Regions from separate parts of the Mus musculus genome. Here regions 1 and 2 are each linked to region 3. The links are chromatin contacts, called in public ChIA-PET and promoter capture Hi-C maps. All regions are on one chromosome and are shown on one strand. The core of a region is the stretch at or near the end of the contact, and the rest is flanking DNA. Distances in the headings are between cores, read along the strand shown.

Evidence for each region. ChIA-PET counts read pairs in DNA pulled down with a chosen protein or histone mark. Capture Hi-C pulls out chosen DNA fragments and counts their contacts.
Region 1: a promoter capture Hi-C map of pancreatic islet shows a contact between it and region 3. The contact joins the promoter of Wipf3 here to the promoter of Mturn in region 3. A contact is called at or near these places in 2 of 39 promoter capture datasets (hippocampal neurons and stem cell-derived epiblast-like cells) and 1 of 9 other capture datasets (pancreatic islet).
Region 2: a contact with region 3 is called in an RNA polymerase II ChIA-PET map of memory CD8 T cells, with 6 read pairs. The contact joins the enhancer-like site here to the promoter of Mturn in region 3. A contact is called at or near these places in 4 of 39 promoter capture datasets (cranial neural crest, liver and pre-B cells), 1 of 484 Hi-C or Micro-C datasets (CD4 T cells), 4 of 115 datasets of contacts at active chromatin or transcription factors (bone marrow-derived macrophages, embryonic forebrain, forebrain and 1 more) and 2 of 9 other capture datasets (adipose tissue and liver).

The regions. Positions count from the first base shown.
Region 1 is chr6:54,426,580-54,431,078 of GRCm38.p6, forward strand. Wipf3 (WAS/WASL interacting protein family, member 3) reads left to right here and starts at 3,107. Exons shown (of 9, transcript NM_001167860.2): 1 at 3,107-3,281. 9130019P16Rik (RIKEN cDNA 9130019P16 gene) reads right to left here and starts at 3,642. Exons shown (of 14, transcript NR_033635.1): 1 at 2,742-3,642.
Region 2 is chr6:54,825,474-54,830,311 of GRCm38.p6, forward strand. The region is part of intron 1 of Znrf2 (zinc and ring finger 2); the gene reads left to right. Among named protein-coding and RNA genes, the nearest start is that of Znrf2, 11 kb to the left of the region's middle. Within about 2 kb of position 3,033, at least 18 of the 459 cell types and tissues checked have an H3K27ac peak or open chromatin away from gene starts, as enhancers often do. A contact at or near this core is called in memory CD8 T cells, where this site is marked.
Region 3 is chr6:54,678,437-54,683,126 of GRCm38.p6, forward strand. It overlaps Mturn (maturin, neural progenitor differentiation regulator homolog (Xenopus)), which reads left to right and starts at 3,188. Exons shown (of 3, transcript NM_001289740.1): 1 at 3,188-3,495. The coding sequence starts at 3,334.

The DNA of each region.
Region 1 (4,499 bases), core at 1,857-4,356, 250 kb before region 3:
AGCAGAAAGTGTGTGGGAGGCCGAATGTGACAGATCAGATGGCAGGGGTAAAGTCAGTGAGATGATAGGGCAGACCCAGTTTGGGACTTAGGAAAATCACTGAATGTTAGTGCCATTAGTCGAAGCAAGGGGTTTAGATGGAAGATGGGATTGTTCGTTTGTTTGTTTTTGTTTTTGAGACAAGTTCTTTTGTTTTTTGCGTTTTTGTTTTGTTTTTGTTTGTTTGTTTTGTTTGTTTATTTGTTTGTTTGTTTTGAGACAGGGTTTCTCTGTATAGTCCTGGCTGTCCTGGAACTCACTCTGTAGACCAGACTGGCCTCGAACTCAGAAATCCACCTGCCTCTGCCTCCCAAGTGCTAGGCTTAAAGGCGTGCACCACCACCACCCGTCGAGACAAGGTTTTTTATGTAGCCTTGGCTATCCTGTTTTGTTTTGTTTTGGGTGTTTATTTGTTTGTTTGAAACAGTTTCTCTATACAGTCCTGGCTGTCTCGGAACTCACTCTGTAGACCAGGCTGGCTTCAAACTCACAGTGATCCACCCAAGTGCTGGGATTAAAGTTGTGTGTCATCACTGCCAGAATGATGGGTTTCTCTTAAAGGAGCTTCCATTGTAATAGAATGGCAGCTACCAAAATGAAGGCACCGGGTACCACTGAGCTGAGACATCGTGTGTGATGTATCCAGCTGCTGCCCCAGTGAACATGCCCTTCATTAGGCTCTGGGCCGGGCAGTGAGGCAGAAAGGAATGTTGTGGATTCATTTTCATATACAGCTCTTCTTCTCAGAAACCCCCTGACTTGGACAAGCCTGTTAACTTCTGAGCTTCCTTTTTAACACTAAGCTGAACTCTGAGCTTGCTCAGGTGATCATTACTTCCTCCCGCAGGTCCATCCCTTCTGTATCAGCTCTCCATCCAGGAAGCATCACCCTTCACCCAGAACCTCAGGGCCCCTCTCACCTTCCTGTCAGCTAAGCTGCTACTTCCTAGAGGACAGAGCTGCAAATCCATCTTTGTTCTCTGAGTACCAGAGCACTTTCATCATGTAAGAGCTGGTTTGTAAATATTTGGCATGGTGAAGCGAAGACATGCTGCAAACCACCTGGGCTTCCTTGGTACCTTTCTACTAAAGATCCCAAGAAGTTGCAGAACCATCATAAACATACACCTGGAAGTGAGCTACCGCAGGTGTTTGGTGAACGATGGGAGGAGATGGGAAGGTTTATTCTTCTCAAGTTACATTTTTCCACTAGAAATACACTTAACTGTAAGATTGGACCTCTAAAAACTGTTATTTCCCAAATAGGACTCTCCTATTTGGAACAAAATGGGTAGTAAATAAATAAATACTAGTGTAAGAAAGAGAGAAGGAAAGAAAGAAAGAAAGAAAGAAAGAAAGAAAGAAAGAAAGAAAGAAAGAGAGAGAGAGAAGCCCCCATATCAGTGGTTTATACAAACAGCATTTTTTTTTTCCATCTAATAAATAGACCAGAGTTGGATAGCTGCTGGCTTTGTCTCAGGTGCTTAGCAACACCACACTGTCTCCATCTTCTACTCTGTTGTAGATAGTGGTGGTAACACATTAGTTGTTTCTTGGTTAAAATCTAGGTGTAGCATCACTAGATACTGAAGCATAAAGAGAATAGGGAATGGAAGGGCAGAGGCAGACAGACAGACAGACAGACAGACAGACACACAGATACACACAACTCCCACTTCCAATTTATCAATCCAATGGAGGTCGCCAGGTAACAAGTGCCTTTACTAGCCAAGCTATCTCATCTATTCCTACTATATTAACTTTGATAAGGTTTATTATGGTTGTTGTTGTTGTTGTTTGAGGGGCTTTGCTTTGTTTTCTTTTGGTAGTACTGGGAATTGAACTCAGCTAGTGTGCTAAGAAAGTCTCGGTGATCAGGAAAGGCACTGGCACTATAGTCTTTAGTCTTTAACTGGTCATCACTCTGGATTCTGTCCATAGAGACGATGGGGAGAGCGGCTTAGGTATTTGGAACGTGGCTCCCAGAGACTGAATCCTGTTGCAATGTCCAGAGAAAAAGGATGCAAGAAGGACCACTTGTGCCATGAGACACTGGGTTCTTGAACACAACAACTTCATGATGTTTTCAGCCCCAAATAGCCCCACTCTGCAGACACCATCACTTTGAATCAAGCATTTAAAAAGCTGAATTAGTATATCCTCCAGAAACCGCCCAGCTTGTAAGATAAATGACTGGCCATGCAACTAGTTTGTGCTTTGGGGCTCCGTAGAAGACCTGGTGGGATTTCTACATGGCCATGGAAATAATTCTTCTCTGCAAATTGAGCTTTCCTTCCTTTTCGAACCAGAACACAAGTATGCCTAAGATGTGAGAGGCAGGAAATGCCAGCCTGAATTGCTGCACTTGGAGCAGCTGAGTGTACACAGGAGCCTCAGGCATAAATCTCCAGCATTCTCCAAGCTCTGGACAGCCGGACAGGGAAATGGGACAGACTCGCTTCACTCTAGATTTCAAACTGCCTTCTTCCCACTTCTGCCCCACCGGAAGCTACTTACCTCCCTGTGTTACCAGGATATTTTGTGCTCACCTATCTCTGAGAGCAAGCTTCTCTACCTCCCCCTCCCGCCCCCCAGCTCTCTCCACCCACACACCCACCCCTGCCTCTCAAGCCCAGGTCTGAATTGGGTGTCCCTCTGCTTTGTACACGTTGGATGTTCTCTTGGCTCCGTATTGTAAGTACCTGCTTGTGCTCATCGGGACAACCGGCTGTCCCATTCTCCTTTTGTCCCCTTGCATATACGCGCTGTCTGGGGCTTAGCGAGGGCTCAGAAATGTTTGTAATATATAGACGAGGTGGCGTGCAGGGGAACTCCAGCCCTTGGCCCCATTGTCCCCGTGGCTCACACTCGGGACTCTGTACCTGGGAGCTGCGCCGCCGCGCAGCCAGGACCGCCTCCTGGGTGCCAGAGCGACCCCGCCCTCTGGACCGCGTCCCCGTGCGCTGGGCGGCGAGGCTCCAGGGCGGCCGCCAGGAGCAGGTGGGGGCGGCGGCTCCGCCTCCGCGTCCCGGCAGCGCTTAAGCCCGGCTGGGAGCGAGCGAGGAGCGCAGAGTCCAGCTTAGCCGGGCGCGCAGAAGCAACGCCAGGCACTGTCTGCAGCCCAGCCGGGATCCTCGAGGCGACGGGGACGACGGAGACGACGGGGACGACGGAGACGACGGGGACAGCGGGGACGGAGGCGCCAGCTAAAGTCCAGTCGGCCGGGTTACGGCCAGCTGCAGGTAGCTGCTCTGCTCGCGTCCGGGCCCTGGGTTAAGTAAGTGGCCGATTGGGGTTGTCGCGGAGGGTATTGGGGACAGTCCCGAGGTAGAGTGGCCTCCCGCGTTGTCAAAGACGCTGGGTGAGTGAGAGTGCCCAGGACCCTCTCCAAACTGTAGTCCCCAGCCGCGACTACGTCTGGGAGCTGCTCCGTGCAGCCCTAGCGGCAACCACTCGCTCCCTGCCCGCCACGGGTCGGAAAGGGACCATGGCTACACCAGGTCACCTCAGGGCTCCCTGGTGACCTCCCAGGACAGCACTCTTCCGTTATCAGCTTCTGGCACGGAGGCCTCTTAGTCTGATGCCCCAAGGGGGCTCTGCTTCCCTTCCCCCACGTCACCCCCCACCCCTCCCCTGAGAACAAAAGGGCGGATCTTGCTTGTGTTGGGGATGTTAAGGAAGGGTCCCTGGCGATTAGGAGAGATCTGGGAACCTGCACAATCAGACAAGGACTGAGGATACTGGACCATTTCCCAGAAAGAAAGCCAATTCCTGAGGGAAAAAGTGACTTATCCAAGGTCACACAGTTCCTGGTGACAGAGTCGGGCCAGGAGCTGAGTCCTGACTCCCCGAGGCTTATCTGTAAGCCTGCCTAGGTCAGGAGCCAGAGAGTGTATGTGTCTGTCTATCCATTATCTCTAGCCATTTACATCTGGCCACAAATGGCCTTTAAAGTCCTTTGGAGGTGTGCGGGACTGGGTAATTGTGGCCATTCCCCCGGATACCTAGCCAGGAGCTCACGGGGAGCAAGCTTGGGAGAAGAACACGCTCTCCTGTAGGATGCCAGGCATCCATTCCCCTGTGGAAACAATGTCTTCTGTGTGCTTGGAGTGTCTGCCATGAGTGTGAGAACCTGAGTTGGGTAGATGTTCTGCCCAGAAACCCAGGAAGCCTGTCTAATGGCCTCAGGAAAAACCAGAAGTATCTCTGACACACACACAGTCTGGGGACTCTCTGAGGAAAGTTTCCAGTGGGACAGTGGTATTCCTCTTCTGTGCCTGGGGTCCTTGGATGTAAGTGAGAGCATTTGTTGGGCAGACTTGTGTGACTTTAAAAGCTTGTGTGCCTCACTGTCTTTGCCTTCGTCACCTCAGAGAGGGCCAGGAGAGGGTTTCTTGCTGCCAGTTAGTATTATAATCATCAGACACTCTAGCCTTGTTTTTAATGTTCACTCCTTTTAC
Region 2 (4,838 bases), core at 1,783-4,282, 150 kb after region 3:
GTTAGAAAGGCCCCGCGGTGTGGCTACTCCAGGTATCTTGGTCTAGAACAGAGTTGTAGTGTGGTGAGCACGGGTGGAATGCCTTGTGACATGGTCAGGGATTCTTGGCTTTGCTCTAAACAGTGATACAGTGGCCTAGACCAGATCTGAGAGGAGAGTTGATGGAACCTTGATGGGTTTTAAGAGAGGACTGTGGCCCCCATGTGGGAGTAGACAAAAATTCAAGTCAGTGGTGGCTGTAGACGAGGTATAGCTCAGAGATGGCAGTGAGAGGTGGCAAGAGCCATGTATGTTTTTAAAGGTAGAGCCAAGAAAGGATCAAGGTTTTGGCATTGGTTTTTAGTTGTTTTATTAACAAAATTTTACATTTCTTCTGTTCATTTCTTCTGTTCTTGGAAATTTATTAGAGAGATGGAATTCTTAGAACCCAAGATATACATTTGATCAAGGTGGATGATTTTTTTTTTCCAAGGGTTCAGCCTAAAGCATGGCAAGTTTTTAGGTATATGTGAATGTTTATTTTCCCTTGATGAAATCTTCCTGTAGTGAGAATTTTTATATACGTGCAGAACAGTAAACACACCTTGAGTATGCTTTTCAAAAACAACAAAGTTAGGAAATAGACCTGAAGCTAAGTGAAATAATTCAAGCTTCAAATATATTCAATCACTGATTGTAACTTGAGTAACTAAGACTAACCTGAACTGTTCATTAATCTATCTTATTTGCATATATATAAGCAGGGTGGGGCATACATTTTATATATATATATATATATATATATATATATATACACACACACACATATACACACACATATGTGTGTGTTATATAAGTGTATATACATACTGGGTTATTGCATGATTTATTCCTAAATGTCAGTTTTTGGGTTGAACAATACATTCCATTTTTATTGATTTTTGTATCACTAGCTTTTTTCTTATCTTTATTGCTTTAGTTTTCATTTTAGAGTTACATTTGTTTTGTAGCTGCTTTATTTTTCATGTATTCTCTAATTGTTAAAACCACAATTGGGCTTTAATTACCTCTTAGTACATGTAATGCTTTTCCACAGCATCTGGATACGTCATGGCTTCATTGTCACACACTCGCTGTCTCAAGAGAAATTAGAGTTGGCATTTTGTTCCTGGATATTGTTTAAAGTCTGGTTTTAACATTGGTAGTTGGCAGCTTTGGTGTTGTTTGGCCACTTTTTGTTAATACAAGCAACACTGTAAACTAGAAGTAGATTGCATCTTGGTCAGAAAATGTTAAGAAAGAGAGAGAGAGAGAGAACACGAGATAATGTGGTGAAGAACACTTGCTGTTCTTGCAAAGGGTCTGGGTTTGGTTCCCTGTATCCACATGGCCTGTAACTCCAGTAAAACTAAATATATAAATTTAAAAAAATTAAATCATGTTGGGCAGTAATGGTATACACCTTTAATCCCAGCATTCAGGAGATAGTCAGGTAGATCTCTCTGTGAGTTAGAGGTTAGTCTGGTCTATAAAGCCAGTTCCAGGACAGCCAGACTGTTACAGAGAAGAAACCCTGTCTTTTAAAAAAAAAGAAGGAAGAAACCTAGCTCAAAACAGCATTAACTAGAAAGAAGTAAATCTGTTTGTGGTGAATCCTAGTCCACCTTCTTGCCAACTGCTTGTGCTTCAATCCTTTTTTCATTGTGTGTGTGTGTGTGTAGGGGGGGCAGGGGGCATGTGCATGCAGTGTGTGGAGGTCAGAGTTCAATGCTAGATGACTTTTCTGTTGCTTTTCAACCGTGTCATGTATGCTGACGCCTGTATGACAGGGTGAGGTGGAAACTTAAGAGTTCTTTGGAAAGTTGGTTGTGTTAGATGGTGTTTTGCTGGGACAAACATGTGAAGGAGCGTTTCACTGAATGAAGCAGACATAGGAGAAAAGATGTTCTAAAGCAAGCACGTGAAAGGACGAGGGATGAGGATTCTTTGCTAACAACACTAATGTATTGGCCTGCCTTACGATGTGTAGTTGAGCTCTGTTGGGACTCCTTAGAGAGAAATGCACTAAAAAACTTGTGGTGGTGTGCCTTGGATTTTTGCTGCTTCTGTGGACTTGGCAGAGTGACGTCAGCTGAGACAGCTGCACGTGCAAGACACAAGCTGAGCAAGACTGGTGGAGGACATGTGATATTTGGAGGGCAAATAGAAAGGACTAGTCGGACAGGGATGGGAGCTGAGCTAGACTTGCTTATTGAGCCAGCTGTGCAATGCTTCGCTTCACTGAGAGAGACACAGCTGAGAACGTCTCCTGGCATTCCTCCTGGTCCTTCATGCTGACTCCTGCCAAGGCCAAGGCCTGGCTGTCTCTACTAGGTAGTGCCACCTCTGCTGATCTGTGTTTGCTAGCCCAACTCTACTGAACTGAACTGCTGTTGTATCTGTGAGGTGTTTGCAAGTGGATCGAGCTGCCGCTGCTAACCTGTGAACTGAACTGCTGATTTCCAGACAACACAGAAGGGAGTTGCTCCATAGAACCTTTCTAAACAGGTCCACTTCCCCCGTATTCTTCTTTCTTACTACCTCTGGTGGGTGGTGGGCTAAAAGGAAAGTTAAAGCACTAAAGAACCATCATCAAAAATAGATTTTGAGCAGAGTGGTGGTGGAACACATCTTTAATCCCAGCACTTGGGAGGCAGAGGCAGGCGGATTTCCGAGTTCAAGGCCAGCCTGGTCTACAGAGTGAGTTCCAGGACAGCCAGGGCTACACAGAGAAACCCTGTCTTGAAAAAACCCTAAATGAATGAATGAATGAATACATTTTGAAAAAGTTAAAGTTATAACAGGGTGTGTGGATAATGTGCATGTGTGTGGGTGATGTGCATACATGTGGAAGCCAGAGGTTGACACTGGGTGTCTTTCTCTGTCATTGTCCACCTTTAGTTTGAAACATAGAGCTAGCTTTCTGTTTCTGATAGACTAGCTGGCCAGCATTGCAGAATCTGCCTATCTCCTTCCTGTCAGCAGCAGGGTAACAAGTGTATCTCACTCTTCCGTGTGCTAGAGATCTAACCCCAGAAGCTAGCTGATTCTAAGCAAGTGCTACACACTGAGCCATCTCTCCAGCCCCTCCACCTTGCTTTTTAAGACAGCTTCTTGCTGGACTGGGAGCTCACCTGGAGCTGGGCTAGACTGGCTGCCAGACTCAGGTTCTCATGCTTGTGCAACAGCCACTGTGGTGACTGGTCCCTCTCTCTAGTCTCTATATGTTTTTAAATTTCTTCATAATTCTCTTTTTAGACTATTGACTTACGCTTCATAGCACATTTGCTGTGCCAGAGTTGTAGTAAAAACTTTGCAAGTATTGATTGCTTCCTAAGATGTACTTGACGGCTACATTATGATATTTTAAAACAGCATCACTGGTCACTAAAACCATTGACATTTAAATCATACAAAAACGTACTCTAGAAAAAGGTAGTATGCTGTTGGTGTAAAAATCTCTGTTTCCTTGCTACTGAACAAAGACAGGCGACAGGCGATGTTCTTTGAGCTCTGTAAATGAGATGGTCGTAGTTGCCTTAGAAGGAGAGTGAAATACACTGCTTAGAGCTTGGCTTTTGTTTTGTTTCTTTAACATGTTTATTGTGAGATAGCAGCATCCTTTTCTGGAGACTCCTGATAATGTGGTCACACTGTGTTTTGCATGTGCACACATGTGTGATGCTGCTGTGTATGCCTTCTCCCCTCCTGACTATTCAGTTACTAGTTGCTCTTACTCTTTGTTTAGCTTTTTGGGTCTTTGGAGGGGGGCATTTATTTTCCTCAAATATGTGATGGTTTTGTTTTGACTGGTCACGTAAACACTAAATTGAAGCACTTGTAAGCTAATTAGAAGCTTTCTGCACAAAATAATCATCTGTCTGAGCACTTAGGAGTGTGTTCTCTTGGACTTGGTCATATTTTCCAGAACTGGCTTTTCTTACATGTAAGAAGTCACCATCCACATGTCCCCTGCAAAGACTGCATGCAGGCTAGCCTCATACTTGTGATTAATACTCTAGCTTGAGCCTCCTGAGTGCTGGAGTTACAATTCAAAGGTGGATTTATTTTATGTATATCAGTGTCTGGGTGACGGTATATGCAAATGGGTGTTGGGTGTGTAAGTGTGTACAGGAGGGTGTTCACCGCCTGGGAGTTGGGATGCCTGCTTTGTCTGTGGATCTTGGGATCCAAACTGGGACCTCCTGATCTGAGTAGGCGCTCTTGACCTCAGAGCTGTTTCTCTAGCTCTGGGAGACATGCTTGTTTTTTAAGCCTTACTTTTAATTTTATGTGTGTGAATGGCTGGCCTGTATCTATGAAAGAATGCCTGGTGCCTGCTGAAGCAAGAAGAGGGTGTCATATATATCCCTTGGAACTGGAGTTGTGGGAGACTGTGGAACCAAACTCAGACTGTGGAACTAAACTCAAAATTGTCTACAAGATTAATAAGTAATAAGTGCTCTTAACCACTAAGCCATCTCTCCAGCCCCAAGACATAGCTTTTTATTCCCATGTTACAGGAGCATAGCAAGAAAGATTTTTTTGTTGTTGTTGTTTTTAAAGAGAAAAAGTTGTTTTTGTTTTTTTTTCCCTCGGATTCAGTATCAAATGTCTCTTTGCCTTTGACCATTGTGTTGTCATGGTCCAGGAAGGTACCTCTAAACACAGCATCTCTAGTAGAACTGGGACTTCCTGGCCATCCAAAGCCCAGGAGCCCCTCTGGGCGGGTCCTTACCAATTCTTGTGGGCGGGCTTACCGCTTCTTGCCTCACCTGGGCAGTGCTGCCCTTTGGACAGACCTTCACTCCAAAGAGGCT
Region 3 (4,690 bases), core at 1,938-4,437:
TAGGCAGTGCCTGGAGTCAGGATCTGAAGCTGAAACCTTGGCGTCTGCTTACTGGCTTGCTCTTGGGATCAAGGCCAGCTATCTTTTTTATATTTCCCAGGACCCCTTGCCTAGGAGTGGCACCTCCCCATGGCGGACTGTCCTCCTACATCAGTCAACAATCAAGAAAACATCCTACAGACTTGCCCGTGGGTCAATCTGATGAAGACATTTCTTAATTGAGGTTCTTTCTTCCAAGGAGACCAGCACAGGGCACCGGAAAAAAAAAAAAAAAAAAAGAAACACAAAAGGTTTCTTGAGACGGTCTATGGAGAGCTCCATGTGAGCTGAGAGCGAGCCTCCCTTTCTGGGTGTTGGGATTCTAGAGTTTGTGGTTGAACTGCTTTACAGAGAGCCAATCTTAGTGTAAGTAAACCCTGCACCCAGCTAAGTGCCTTTCACTCCTGCCCGGTGGCCGCCTTTCACTCCTGCCCGGTGGCCGTCCGACCATTTTGCGTTCCTGATTCAGTCACAGAAGTACAGGTGTCACTGAGGAGTCAAGCACAGTTCTGGTGCTCTGCCTTGCACTTCTGTAAGTATCACGATTTTAAAAGACGACAGTAACCTTAGGCTGGGTCTGCAGCACAGGGGGAAATTGCTTGCCTGATGTGTGAGAGGACCTGGGTTCCTCCATCCCCAACATCACTCCCCCGCACCCCCCCCAAAAAAACCCAAACCAACAAAACAACACACACACACACACACACACACACACACACACAATCCACAAACAAAACCAGAAAGTTTTGAAGTGCAAATTTCTGGTTGTGTCATCTGATGCAGACTCACATGGTGTTTTGCTGAGGAAAGACCTATTGGAGGACACTGTGATGTTTGGAGAGAATATAAAGGGGACTCAAGGGACAGTGGCAGTGTGCTTGCATAGCTAGCCTTGCAATGCTTAGCTGACCTCTAGTCTGTGGATTTTCACTTCCTTGAGAGAAGCACAGCAGAGAACTTCTCTTGGGGTCGCTGCTGCTCCTAGTCGCTCCCACTGTCTCGGAGACCTGGCTGCTTCTGCTGGATCATGCCGCCGCTGCTGATTCCTGATTGCTATCCTGACTCTACAGAACAGGACTGCTGGCATCCTGACAAACGGAGACTGGAATCACCCTCAAAGAACTGCTTCTAAACAGGTCCACATCCCCTTGTCTATGTACCATCTTTTCTCCCCTCCCTTCAGACAGTGGGCTAGAAGGGGTGTTGAAGTGGTTGACAATGCTTATTAAGTGTAAGTTTTAAGACTCTAAGCCTACAAAACTGTGCCCGAAGTTTATCCCACCAAGTTTCCTGGTCCTTTGTTACGCAGCCTCTGTTCTAATGTGTGTCTCTAGTGAGGCAGCAGAGAGGAGTTTGCCTCAACTTATCTGTCAAGCTATATGAAGGCCCTCACAGAGGAGCCTCGTGATCAACCCCTCGCCAGATGTGTTCTGGCTGGCCCTCCTCCAGACTCTGCTCCTGTATAACAAAGATAACCCCTCTCTCTTGTTCCATTATTTCAGTCAAAATGTAGATCATGAGAGATGAGTGTAATTAATGCACCACTGAATTTCAGCATCCATTCTGGGTGTTAGACAGTCTCGAGCTTGTGCACATTTCTACACATATTACATAAATGCCATGTCAAATCAGCAGCCATCCAAAATTTAACATTCATGCTTGGTTTAACAGAATGTCAAGCTAATCAATACTGCTTCACACATCGGACACCAATGAGTACTGCTATAAGCCTAGGCATATAATCAAATTTCCTACATTTAAAAAACCCAGGGCTAGAGAGATGGCTCATTAGTTAAGGCATCTAGCTGTTCTCCCTAAGAACCTAGATTTGATGATACACACATGGTGGCTCACAAAGGCCTGTAACTCCAGTCCCAGGCTATCCAATACCCTCTTCTGGTCTCTGGACACCAGACACATACATGGTACACACCAATACATTTATGCAAAAACACTCATACAGATAAAAATGAGTAAATTGTAGAAAAACCCACTGGATTTCTATTCCTTTCACACACACACACACACACACACACACACACACACACACACACACACACTTTCTCAAACCCTAACTATAAGGTCATGAATATATACCCATTTTCACAGATGTGGAAACTGGGGTTCCCAGGACATATCCCAGTCACACTGTCAAGTGGGTTCTCTTAGCCTCAGAAGTCAGGGAGTAGAGGAAGAATCACTCCCACAGTCTAAAGACAAATGCAAAGACAAGCAAATAAACGTAAGGAAATTCTGCCACAGAAATGATCAAAACAGATGACTGTGGAATAACGTCTTCTGCCTGTAATAACAGGTGCACTAGCTGGGCTCCCCTTGGCTAGACTGCCAGCTTACTGAGGCGTTTAGACCCCAGCTCATTCATGTTTACACCCCAGCTAGCAAGGCTCCTGGTTCAGAAGGCGCAGTTTAAAAATAACCACGAATAAATGTTTATAGAATGAATGCTATTTAATGTGTCCCTTCCGGAAGCCAAGTGTTCAGACGAGGACTCTTCTACTCCCTGTAAACCAGTGTGTCTGCTGGGCACGCAGCAGCCAGAGCATTCAACAGGTGTAGTCAACGGGCAGGCTCCTTGCTTTCCAAGCAGGGTTGGGGTGTGGCTCGGTGGTAACATGCCTGAAAAGCACGACTCTGGGTTCAATTTTCCAGCAACTCAAAATACAAAACAAAACCTCAAACCCAACAAACAAAACAACAGTTGGCCATTTTAAGTCATATAATATAAATTCAAGCCAAATCAGTGAAGGTATTTGTAAGAAGCACGCAGCTTGATGTGCGTGTACACTTCCTTCCAAATCAGTCTAGAAAACACACTCTGGGTTCCTGGGAGGACCGAATTTTGGCTTCTGTAGAAAGCAAAGCTGTTTCCCCGGGTGCTCGCAGCACCTCTACAATCAGCCCTGGCAAGGACCAAGCAATCTGTACTTCTGGGTGCGTCCCTCGCGTTTATAGCGGATTCCAGAGAAAGCCTTCCAAACTGGCTCCAAACCAGGGGTCCGGAGCCAGCCCCGCCCCACCCCGCCGCCACCTGCAGAGACGGGCGCCCCGCCCACCCTGACGTCACCGGGCTCCGGGCGGCGCCGAGTAGGGCTCCGGGGATTGGCCAGAGTTCGTGACGTCACGAGCCGGGGCGGCCCCGGACTGGCGGGGCCCCGGGGTGCTTGGGTTCCTTTCAAGGCGGGCGGTGGGGGTGGGGGCGGGGCGGAGGCGGAGCGGGCGGTGTAAACAGACCCGGGAGCCGTGAGCCCCGGAGGAGGCGCGGGCGGCGCCGCCATGGACTTCCAGCAGCTGGCAGATGTCGCGGAGAAGTGGTGTTCCAGCACGCCCTTTGAGCTCATCGCCGCCGAGGAGACGGAGCGCAGGATGGACTTCTACGCCGACCCGGGCGTCTCCTTCTACGTACTGTGTCCGGACAACGGCTGCGGCGACAGCTTTGTGAGTGCACGGGACGGGCGCGCTCCGCTTTGCCCAAGCTCCTCCAGGGGGGCCGGGTGGGGCGGATAGCGGTGGCAGGGTGCCAGGGTGCCAGGGAGCGGAGGTGTGGCAACCTACCGGACCATCGCGCACCGGGCGCGTGGCTAAGAGCATCCCATGGGAGCCTCTATGGGGCACCCACCGGGCGGGGCTCATAGTCCCTGCGGCAGGATCCGAGGTCGGGTCCCCGAGAGGTGTCAGTCCCCCTCGGGGTCTCAGACACAACTCTGCAGCCGCTCCTCCCAACAGGGCCCCCTCTCCAGCCTGCGAGTCTCTCAAACGGACACAAAGCCTCTGTCCACACCCGCAGTGATAGATCTTTTGGACCCTCTTTGCGGAATTACGCCCTGGAGCTTAAAAATGCACGCGCGTGCACACGCGCGCGTTCGCGGGGGCACGCCTATCCCGGGTCTCCTGCTTCCCTAGCTCCTCAATGAGCTGCCAGCAAGTGTTTGTAGCCCATTCGGGTTCTAGCCTGCCATGAGGCTACTGTGTCCTCGCCGAGGCCTTTCGGCTTTTCCAGAGGAAAACCCCACACACCCAGGTCCAGAGGGACCAGAACCAGGAACTACAGCGACCATACCTTTGGCCAGCATCCCTCCCACTAGGTATTCTGGTGCTGACAGTTTAGGAAGGAGATACTGAGAGCACGCGGTTGTGATGGGAGGTGTGTAGGCAGGGCAGGGATGGCGCTTCGTGGAGTGTTTGTAAGCACTGTAAATAATAGTCCCCAAATGTAAGATGGAGGCAGCTGGGGATGAGGGTAATCGTGTGGTCGATGGCCTGAGGCTGGAGGCGCTGCTGCAGCAGAGGAAGATGGGGTGGTGCATGGTGCATCGACCGCTTGGCTCATCAGGTGAAATGACAAAGCTGGACATATCCCCCCACCCCGCTGGGTCCGTACACCTCATCCATCCATGGGAAGTTCAACCTAGGATCCCTGAGACCCGGACAGGACAGGTGCACATCTGCCCAATAAAATATGATCCTGGTTTTGGGTGGCAGCTAGATTTAGGTTCTGTTCACTTGTCTTCCCTTGAGTTGCCTACCCACAAAATTAGCTTCCTAATACCAGTTCTCTGGCAATCTTTGAAGTAGACCTAGCAGTTTGATGCACAGCAAGTGTCCTGCAAATTTAAAGTTCAGAGACCTAGTG